2 separate regions of the Sus scrofa genome follow, and region 1 is linked to region 2. Evidence: chromatin contacts called from public Hi-C data. All regions are on one chromosome and are shown on one strand. Each heading gives the region's core, a stretch centred on a gene start, on an enhancer-like site or on the middle of the called end of the contact. The rest is flanking DNA. Distances are from core to core; before and after follow the strand shown.

Evidence for each region. Hi-C and Micro-C count contacts between places; a contact is called where the count stands out from the background.
Region 1: a Hi-C map of skeletal muscle shows a contact between it and region 2, with 3 times the contacts expected there. The contact joins the promoter of SFPQ here to the promoter of ZMYM6 in region 2. A contact is called at or near these places in 1 of 5 promoter capture datasets (liver), 4 of 47 Hi-C or Micro-C datasets (embryonic fibroblasts, heart right ventricle, liver and 1 more) and 1 of 2 datasets of contacts at active chromatin or transcription factors (alveolar macrophages).

What each region holds. Positions count from the first base shown.
Region 1 is chr6:91,405,423-91,411,073 of Sscrofa11.1, reverse strand. SFPQ (splicing factor, proline- and glutamine-rich) reads left to right here and starts at 2,838. Exons shown (of 11, transcript XM_021095898.1): 1 at 2,838-3,763; 2 at 4,491-4,679; 3 at 5,050-5,351; 4 at 5,460-5,555. The coding sequence starts at 2,951.
Region 2 is chr6:91,290,906-91,296,233 of Sscrofa11.1, reverse strand. ZMYM6 (zinc finger MYM-type protein 6) reads left to right here and starts at 2,739. Exons shown (of 15, transcript XM_021095881.1): 1 at 2,739-2,865; 2 at 3,980-4,146.

The sequences.
Region 1 (5,651 bases), core at 1,589-4,088, 110 kb before region 2:
TTTCTGCTTCGCCACAATGGGTACTCCTTTTTTTTTTTTTTTAATTTTTACCGACGTATAGCTGATTTACAATGTTGTTAATTTCTGCTGTACATTAAAGTGACATAGCTATACGTATATAGAAGGTGAATTGTTTGGTCCCACCAGACTTGGAGTTTTAGCAGGTGAGAAAAAAAACAAGATTTGTGGGGAGTTCCCGTCGTGGCGCAGTGGTTAACAAATCCGATTAGGAACCTTGAGGTTGCGGGTTCGATCCCTGCCCTTTCTCAGTGGTTAACGAATCCGACTAGGAATCATGAGGTTGGGGGTTCGATACCTGCCCTTGCTCAGTGGGTTAAACATCTGGCGTTGCCATGAGCTATGGTGTAGGTTGCAGACGCAGCTTGGATCCTGAGTTGCTATGGCTCTGGCATTGGCTGGCGGCTACAGCTCCAATTAGACCCCTAGCCTGGGAACCTCCCATATGCCGAGGGAGCGCCCCAAGAAATGGCAAAAAAAAACCAACAAACCAAGATTTGTGGCAATTATAACATCTAAAGTAGGTAATAGGGAGTTCCCGTTGTGGCGCAGTGGGTTAAGAACCTGACTCAGCAGCTCAGGTTGCTGCAGAGGAGCAGGTTTGATCCCTTGCCCAGTACAGTGTGTTACAAGATCTGGCATTGCCACAGTAGGATGCAGCTGTGGCTCAGATTCAATCCCTGGCCTGGGAATTTCCGTATGCTTCAGGTGCAGCCATTAAAACATGAAAACAAAAAATAAATGGGTGACACAAGTTATAAATATAAGAATATGAGAGATAATGAAAAAGTGATACAGTTAATGGTTTGCAGGTTTTGATGAGGTCAAAAAATCAGAGTTACTGGAGTTTCCGTCGTGGCGCAGTGGTTAACGAATCCGACTAGGAACCATGAGGTTGCGGGTTCGATCCCTGCCCTTGCTCAGTGGGTTAACGATCTGGCGTTGCCATGAGCTGTGGTGTAGGTTGCAGACGCGGCTCGGATCCCGTGTTGCTGTGGCTCTGGTGTAGGCCGGTGGCTACAGCTCCGATTCAACCCCTAGCCTGGGAATCTCCATATGCCGAGGGAGCGGCCCAAGAAATAGCAACAACAACAACAAAAAAGACAAAAAAAAAAAAAAAAATCAGAGTTACTATGTCAGACAGTTGAGATGTTTGAAATAGTGCTTTTTAGGAATGTTGTGGCAATAACATAGGATTAACTATGATGTGGGTGGGATAGCTGATATAGGATGTAAAGAGATTGTTGGAGGTGAGGAGGTAGAGAACATAGATGTCAAGTGATGAACAGAATCAGAAAGGACGACAATGAGTCATAAGCTAATATTTATTGAGGGAGGAATTATCCACCCAAAGGTCCATAGATGACATTAAGAGAGGTATCAAGGGAAATGGCTTATGCTCTTCAAAGTAGTTGGATTCTGCCCCTTCGTTGATATGTATAGATAATTCAATATTGTAATTTTATGTTTTTATTTTTCTGATTTGCATTTTTTAAAAATTTATTTATTTATTTATTTGTCTTTTTGCCTTTCTAGGGCCACACCTGCAACATATGGAGATTCCCAGGCTAGGGGTCTAATCGGAGCTGTAGCCACCCGCCTACACCAGAGAGGCAGCAACGCAGGATATGAGCTGTGTCTGCGACCTATACCACAGCTCAGGGCAACGCTGGATCCTTAACCCACTGAGCGAGGCCAGGGATCCAACGCACAACCTCATGGTTCCTAGTCGGATTCGTTAACCACTGAGCCACGACGGGAACTCCTGATTTGCATTTTTAAACATTTCTTATGATTTTTTTTTTTCTGTTATAGTTGCTATACAGTGTTCTGTCGATTTTTACTGTGTGAAGTGATCCAGTAATACATATATATATATATACATATTCTTTTCTCACATTATCCCCCATCATTTCCATCACAAGTGACTAGATATAGTTGCCTGTGCTATACAGCAGCATCTCATTGCTTACCCACTCCAAATGCAATAGTTTGCATCTATTAACCCCAAACTCCCAGTCCACCTCCCTCCCTCCCCTTTCCCCTAGGCAACCACAAGTCTGTTCTTCCAGTCCATGAGTTTCTTTTCTGTGGAAAGATTCATTTGTTTTGTATTAATAATCTAGTTTTAAAGCATCTTAATCTGTCCATAAAGTGTTTTGTGGTTTGTAGAATTAAGAAAAACGTTCATTTCTTCCTGTGATGTGTTTGTAAATTAGTGTATACACACAAAATCAAGGCCTTTCTTTTTGAACAAAGAGCAATCACTAAAGCCCATGGCGACACTTTTACTGCTAGAACAAACCAGTACTCCAGTGAGATTCCAAAATGAAATCAGTAAGATCAAGTGTGCGAAATCGGTAAAAAAAAATTTTTCTCTAAATTTATGGGCCCAGCACAAGGTAGAAAAGATAGCAGGCACTTAATTTATGCTTTTGAGCTGGAGGCTGTAGGTTCTTTCTGGGGGAGGATATCAGCAGGCTGCTCTTAAGGGCAATCAAGAAAGAAAGGACTTGCTAACATCTCTCCCCAGGAGCTGATAGGGCCCTGGCTATCTGCTTCCAAGGGAAAAATTGCTCCGGCGAACCCATTCAAATATCTCTCAGCAAATCACCGTCACCTACAGCCAACTCCTTTTCCGCCCATTGGCTTACTGGAAACTTCAGCCACTCCATGCCTCCCGCCTCTCATCCGGGAGCCAATAGGAAAGATTAACTCCTCGTAACTTAGCGTCATCAAGTACAGTAATTGCAATTGGCTATTGCTGCTATTGATCCAGAAGTAGGCGGGGCCAAGCCAGCCGGCCTATATAAGAGGAGGACAAAGGCGGCGCGCCGCCTGTGTCATCCGCCATCTTGTGAGAAGCAAGGTGGCCTCCACGTTTCCTGAACGTCTTCTCCGCTTCTGCCTCGACCGCCCCTTGGTTACAGACATGTCTCGGGATCGGTTCCGAAGCCGGGGCGGTGGCGGTGGCGGCTTCCACCGGCGCGGAGGGGGCGGCGGCCGCGGCGGCCTCCACGATTTCCGCTCCCCGCCGCCAGGCATGGGCCTCAATCAGAACCGCGGACCTATGGGGCCCGGCCCGGGCCAGGGTGGTCCCAAGCCCCCGATCCCGCCACCGCCTCCGCACCAGCAACAGCAACAGCCGCCGCCGCAGCAGCCGCCACCACAGCAGCCGCCGCCGCTTCAGCCGCCGCCGCACCAGCCACCGCCGCATCAGCAGCCGCCGCCGCCTCCACAGGACTCGTCCAAGCCCGTCGTTTCTCAGGGGCCCGGCCCGGCTCCCGGAGTAGGCAACGCTCCCCCGGCTTCTGGTTCGGCGCCGCCCGCCACCCCCCCGACCTCCGGGGCCCCCACGGGGTCGGGCCCCACCCCGACCCCGCCGCCGGCCGTCACTTCGGCGCCCCCCGGGGCACCTCCGCCTGCGCCGCCGAGCGGCGGTGTCCCCACCACCCCGCCTCAGGCTGGGGGCCCGCCTCCTCCACCCGCAGGGGGCCCAGGCCCCGGACCTAAGCAGGGCCCGGGACCTGGCGGCCCCAAAGGCGGCAAAATGCCAGGCGGGCCGAAGCCCGGCGGCGGCCCGGGCCTAAGCACCCCTGGCGGCCACGCCAAACCGCCGCACCGAGGCGGTGGGGAGCCCCGCGGCGGCCGGCAGCACCACCCGCCGTACCACCAGCAGCACCACCAAGGGCCACCACCGGGCGGGCCCGGCGGCCGCAGTGAGGAAAAGATCTCGGACTCGGAGGTGAGTGTCTCCCAGACCTACGCGTCGGTTTCTCTAAGATGGCGGCGGCCCCCTCTTTTCCCTTCCCTTCCCCTCCCCGCCCTCCATTTTGTCGGAGACCGGAAAGAGCGCCTGCGCGCGGGAGACGAGGAGGGGCGGGGCCGGCTGCCGGAGCGGGAGGCGGATGGCGTGGGTCCGCTAGCAGGCCCCTGTGGTTGGCCACCCGACTGGCGCAGCAGTCGCGGGGGTGGCCTTAAGGTGATGCTAAGCTATGGTGCGCCGTATTGAAACTAGCGGACTTTTGGAACCAGAGCAGAGTGAAATGTAGGATTGGAGAGATGGAGGGAGTTCCGGTCCTAAGCGCGCAGGCGCAAGTCTTGTCGTTGACAATGACACTTCCGTCCCTTTCCCTTCTTGTTAATACTTAAGCACTCTCTTATGTTTTGTCTGCTACGATTTTGATTCTGTCGGGGATACTCGGCATACGGCTGATGAGGTCCTGTTATAGAGCTTAATCTAGGGAGGTCTTCCTATTCGATTTCAAGAGTATACTGGGTGATTTTGGCTGTTTGCTGTTAGGATTGTAGTTGTGTCATGAAACCCGTAAATGTAGTAGCATTTTTTGTTTTTAAATGGAACAGAAAAGCGACTGGATTGGTAACATCCAGTTTGGGGAAAAAAGATTATTACTGGGTTTTCCTATTTTCCAGAGGTCATTGGTGTCTGAAAATACCTTTTTTTTCATTAGGGTTTTAAAGCCAACTTGTCTCTCTTGAGGAGGCCTGGAGAGAAAACTTATACCCAACGTTGTCGGTTGTTTGTTGGGAATCTACCTGCTGATATCACAGAGGATGAATTTAAAAGACTATTTGCTAAATATGGAGAACCGGGAGAAGTTTTCATCAACAAAGGGAAAGGATTCGGATTTATTAAGCTTGTGAGTGTGGTTATTTGTTTTTGTGGGGGTTTTTTTTTTTTTGGTGTAATTTAAAGGGTTTTGTTTTTTCCTAATACAAACATACTGTATTTTAAACTAACCAGCAAGGATAAATTGCTTTTAGAATTTTTTATCATGCTCAAATTAAGGATGCAACTGCAGTATAGTGCGTAATGTTGGTTTCTCAAGAAACAAGGAGTTGGGTTGGTAAGGTATTTACCTTACCTCCCTAGAGCAATGTCAGGAAGGGCTGCCTGGAGATAGTTGAACTGAGCTGGTGGAAGAATCGTATTGGGAAATAGGCTTGCGACAATTTTAGGGTGGATATCAGCCAGTTTTGAGGTCATTAACATGAATGTATGTCTTTCAGGAATCTAGAGCTTTGGCTGAAATTGCTAAAGCTGAACTTGATGATACACCGATGAGAGGTAGACAGCTTCGGGTTCGATTTGCCACACATGCTGCTGCCCTTTCTGTTCGAAATCTTTCACCTTATGTTTCCAATGAACTGTTGGAAGAAGCCTTTAGCCAGTTTGGTCCTATTGAAAGGGCTGTTGTAATTGTGGATGATCGTGGAAGATCTACCGGGAAAGGCATTGTAGAATTTGCTTCTAAACCAGCAGCAAGAAAAGCATTTGAAAGATGCAGTGAAGGTGTTTTCTTACTGACAACGTAAGTTTTTTTTAATGCTTATTCTGGCAATTTTGATTTATTGATCTGTATGAGGAAACTGCACTAAAATAGGAACAAAAGTTAAGATGGAACCATTTTTGTTGTTAGAACTCCTCGTCCAGTCATTGTGGAGCCACTTGAACAGTTAGATGACGAAGATGGTCTTCCTGAAAAACTTGCGCAGAAGAATCCAATGTATCAAAAGTAAGATTGATTAAACTTTGGGACAGTTTTTGAGAATGAACAAGAACTTGTTTATAGTAGTTTTTCAAGTTTGCTTAAAATACACGAAATTCTTCA
Region 2 (5,328 bases), core at 1,490-3,989:
AGCCACAATGGGAACTTCCAGCTGCAGCACTTCAATCTCTGCCCCAATTGTCATCTGGCAGTTTCCACTCATATGTCTATCTCTCCATCTCTTCTTCTTATAAGGATAACAGTCATATTAAATAAAGGGCCAACTCTACTCCAACATGACCTCATCTTAAGCAATTACATCTGTGACAACCCTATCTCCAAATAAAGCCATATTCTGAGGGTCAAGACCTCAACATATCTTTGGGGGGACACAATTCAATACTATGAATAACAAATGCCATTTCTTCAAAACAAGTCTATAGCTTTAGTGTAATACTAGCTGATTCTAAAATTAATTAATTAATTAATTAATTTTGTCTTTTGTCCTTTTAGAGCCACACCAGCGGCATATGGAGGTTCCCAGGCCACTGGTCTAATCGGAGCTGTCGCTACCAGCCTACACCAGAGCCACAGCAATACCAGATCCGAGCCTTGTCTGTGACCTACACCACAGCTCATGGCAACACTGGATCCTTAACCCACTGAATGAGGCCAGGGATTGAAGCTGCAACCTCATGGTTCCTAGTTCTAAAATTTATAAGGAAAATTTTGTTATATTTGGCAAGCCGATTCTAGAATTCATGTGAATATGCAAAGGGTCAAGAAATTCCAAGACAATCTTGACATAATGAGACAGGACTTTTTCTACCAGATGCCAAGATTTATTATAAACTTGTTATAGAAATTAAGACAATGTGATATTTCCCCCAAAAGAAACAAAAAGAATAGATTACATTGTCTTTAAACAAACCCACACATTTATAGACAATTTATTTATTTATTTATTTTTTATTTATTTTTATTATTATATTTTTTTGTCTTTTGTCTTTTTTGTTGTTGTTGTTGTTGTTGTTGCTATTTCTTGGGCCGCTCCCGCGGCATATGGAGATTCCCAGCTAGGGGTTGAATCGGAGCTGTAGCCACCGGCCTTCGCCAGAGCCATAGCAACGCGGGATCCGAGCCGCGTCTGCGACCTACACCACAGCTCACGGCAATGCTGGATCATTAACCCACTGAGCAAGGGCAGGGACCAAACCCGCAACCTCATGGTTCCTAGTCGGATTCGTTAACCACTGCGCCACGACGGGAACTCCTATAGACAATTTATAATTGCAAAGTTGACAATAAAGAACAGTGGATGAAAGACAGACTTTTTAAAAAAATGGCGCTTAATTAATTTATCATTCACATGGAAGAAATGAAACCTGAGTTACCTCATACCATCCACAAAACCCAACTTCAGATAGATTGTAGATTTAAATGAAAAAGACAAAGTAATAACATTTCCATAAATTAATCAGGACCTTTGGTAGGAGTATTTTTTCTTGACAGGCACAAGAAACACTAAGCATAAAGATCTTTTATATTCATCAGAAGACACCAATAATAAAGTGAAAAGGCTGACCACTGAGTGGGAGGAGATATATGAAATGCACATATTCACAAAGAACTCATATCCAGAATATATATCCATAAGGAAATGGCAGACAATCCAATACAAAAATGGGTAAGAGTCTTGAACAGGCACTTCATAAAAGAGGCCATCCAAATATCAAAAAACATGAAAATGGGTTCTCATTAGAAATCTGGGACCTCCAAATTAAAATCACAATATGATACCAATAAGCCCCCGCCAGAATGGTTAAAATCAGAAAGATGTACAGTAGTAATTATTGGCAAAGATGTGTGGCAACGGGAAATCTTATAAATGGCTAGTGGCAGTACAAACTGAAGCAACCACCTTCTAAAATTGTTTGAAACTATTCTCTTAAGTTTCACATATACACAACAAACAATTTCATTGCTAGGGATAAACTTAGCATATGTGTCACAAAAGGCAGGAATGTTTACAGCAGACTATAACTAGTAGCCCCAAACTGGAAACAATTAAAATGTCCATCAGTAGTAGACAGTTACTTTGCAGCACTGCCATTAAAATGTAATACTATACAGCAGTCAAAATGAATGACAGTCTAATCTATCATAGCTGTATCTCCAAAACAATGTTGAATGAAAAAACAGTAAATTTTGACTTTGAACAAGTTAATTAATCTCCTGGATAAAATTTGTGCATCTGAGGATTGTGGTGAGGATTAAATGGAAGATTCAGTCAGATTTGTTTTTTTTTTTCTTTTTTCTTTTTAGTAGCAGTCATGGCATGAGAAGTTCCCAGGCCAGGGATCAAACCCATGCCACAGCAGTGACCAGAGCCACAGCAGTGACCAGAGCCACAGCAGTGACCATGCTGGATCCTTAACCTACTGAATCACCAGGGAACTCCTCATGTCAAGTGTTTGGCTTAATAAATATCAGCTATTATTTATTCATAGCAGGCCACATCCTTGGAAATGATCATTAAAGTATGGTGCAAGAATTCCCTTGTGGCTCAGCTGGTTAAGGATCTGGCATTGTCACTGCTATGGCTCAGGTTACTACTGTGGCACAGGTTCAGTCCCTGGTGAGGGAACTTCCGCATGCTGCCCCACCCCAATGTGGTGCAGCGAACTTACAGCATCAACTATATACACCCCTAAGAGTCTCCCCTCAACCACTTTCTCTACCTTTTCCTCATTGGGTCTCGGTCTCTTTAAGAAGTCAACCATAGCTGAAGAAAGGGGAATGCTGGGAAGGTCCACTCAGCTCAGGTTTGGAGCACTATGGGAAAAGGGGCGGAGACTATGGCTGCGCACGCTCAGTTGTCCGGGTGTTGCGTTGGGATGGATCAGGCGGAGGAATTCCAGTAAAAGAAAATAATCTTCATCCCCGAGCAGGGCCCTTCGGTTTTATTCCTCTTTTCTTCGTCGGTGTTCCCCGGGAACAGGAAGGCCACTAGAAGGTGAGCGCGGCAGGTGGCAGCGGGAGGGGCCGCACGGGGCGGGGCAGCGGCTGCGCCACGTGACGAGGCGGGCGCCGGGCGGAAGCGGAGCAGTCGGACTGGGCAGCTGACGCGTTGCGGTTTTGCTGCTGGGACGCGCTGACAAGCATATGCGGGTTGTGTTCTCACCATTCGATACAACGTTGCCGCGTTTGTACTCGGTGACCGGCGTGGGAATTACTGGTGGGGACGAGATTTTCGGAGCGAATATGACACGAGCGTCCATAGATTATTTTAACTGTGGCAAGTGGTTAGAAGTTCTCATCTGTAGTACAGGCTATTAAGCCAGCTGCCCATTTCCATGTCTGGCTTGACTGTTTGGATTAAAAACAACTTTGAAGAGCCTCTTTTTTGCTTCAGGTTTACTGCGTCCTATTTAGTACGTTTATTTTTAGGGGATGGGAAGTCTGCTCGATGACTAATAAGAGTATCTTGTTTACAAGAAGGCGATTGGAAAGTGGAGCTATGAGGGGCTCATACCAGGGCACGGCCCCCTTGGAGACCCTGAAATGTGCAGGTGGTCAACTTTACCTGTGGTGGCATCTTGCGCTCTGATGTATCATTAGGCCTTGTGCTCTGATCTAGCGTTAGGCCAAAGAGGTTGGGTGCTTAGGGAGGCTTCCAGTAAAGACTGAGTTCGAGGTAGAGGTGGGGAACTTCATGTGCCTCACTTTTAAAGGTAAAAGCTGCTGTGGGCCTCCAAATACTAATTCTCATGGAGTCAGAAACTGTATTTCTGAGTCCTTTCTTCTAAGAGCTTGGTAACTTCCTCCCACGTCTTGCTTTGCTAGTCTAATTTTCTCAGTAACTTTCAACATATAAAAGACCAATGTTTGTCTTTAAAGATATTAGGGAAGTGGGAGTTACTGCTGTAAGACTGTTTTCTTATGTGAAGGTAGCTACTAAAAGAGCAGAAGGCAGGAAGAAGAGAGAATAGTCGTGGCCCCAGAAGGGTTGTTTTTTCAAATGCCTGCTCCTGAAACCTTGTGCTCAACATAAAGCTTTTGATGTAAATAAACATGGGAAAAAAAAGAAAGAATAAACCCGAATACCAACCCTTTATGTTGTGTTTTAGGAATCCAGCTATCCATCACCAAGAAGAAATCTATTAGTTTTAGACTGGGGAATTCCTTTCCATAAAAACTTAGAATGAAAGAACCTTTGGATGGTGACTGTGGCAAAGCAATGGCACCACAGCAGGGACTTCTGGACAAAATTAAAGAAGAACCTGACAATGCTCAAGTAAGCATTTCATCTTTATTTTTAAAAACTTTTTTTTTTTTTAAATTTCTTCTTTTCTAGCTGGTGAATTCAAATTTTTAGGTAGTTTCTGACTTACAAGGTAACCCAAGTTGATTTTTTTCCCTACTTTAGATGAGTATATCACCTTTTCTGCTCTTTGAATGAAAAAAGATCTTGGTAACTCTATGATATTTCTTTTTGTGAGAAGAAAGTAATCTTTGAATGAAAAAAGATCTTGGTAACTCTATGATATTTCTTTTTGTGAGAAGAAAGTAATGTGTATTACCGTTTTTCCGTTACTTCTTAACTTAAAAAAAAATTCTCTTGTATCTGATAGTGGTTGCTTTTTATTCTATACGTGTTTGTGGCCTACTCTAGCCAGGCTTGGGGGATCCAGGTGTGAGCACAGTCAGTTTTAGTCCCTTTCCTTACAGAGCTTGCAGGTTGGTAGAAGAGATAGACATTACATAAGTAATTGTTCAAATAATATATATAATTACAAACTATGATGAGTACTGTGGAAGAGAAGTCTAAAATGGGGAATCTGACCTAGTTTTGATTGGGGACAGGGGGCTAGAGAAAGATTTGTAAGCTGCATTATGAAGAATGAATTGACTAGGTAAAGGCATGGAGGACAGTGTTCCAGATAGAAGGATCTGTGTATAGGAGAGCTCTGAGTTGGGAAGATGCATGGTTCTTTTGAAGAACTGCAAGACCAGTGGGCCTGGAACAGAAAAGGTGTGAAAATGGTGAAGATGAGGATGACAATGATGATCATAACAGCAATACTAACTATTAGTGATATTAATATATTAATATGTAGAGTATATCATTATAATGTGACATTATAACTATTAACCTATTATTATTAATACTTATAGTGCTTAGAGTGTGCTGGGCACCAGTCTCACAACCATGTTATTATGTCCATTTTATTTTTTAATTTTTAAAAAACTTTTTGGCTGCGTCGGTGGCATGCAGAAGTTCCTAGGCCAGGAATCAACTTGTGCCACAGCAATGACAATGCCAGATCCTTAACCCACTGAACCATCAGGAAACTCCCTTATTATCTCTGTTTTAGAGATGAGGAAACCAAAGTATAAAGAGGTCATGCGGTTTACCATAGCTCACAGCTCATAAAGGGCAAAGACTGGATTCAAATCCAGGTGGTCAGACTTCAGA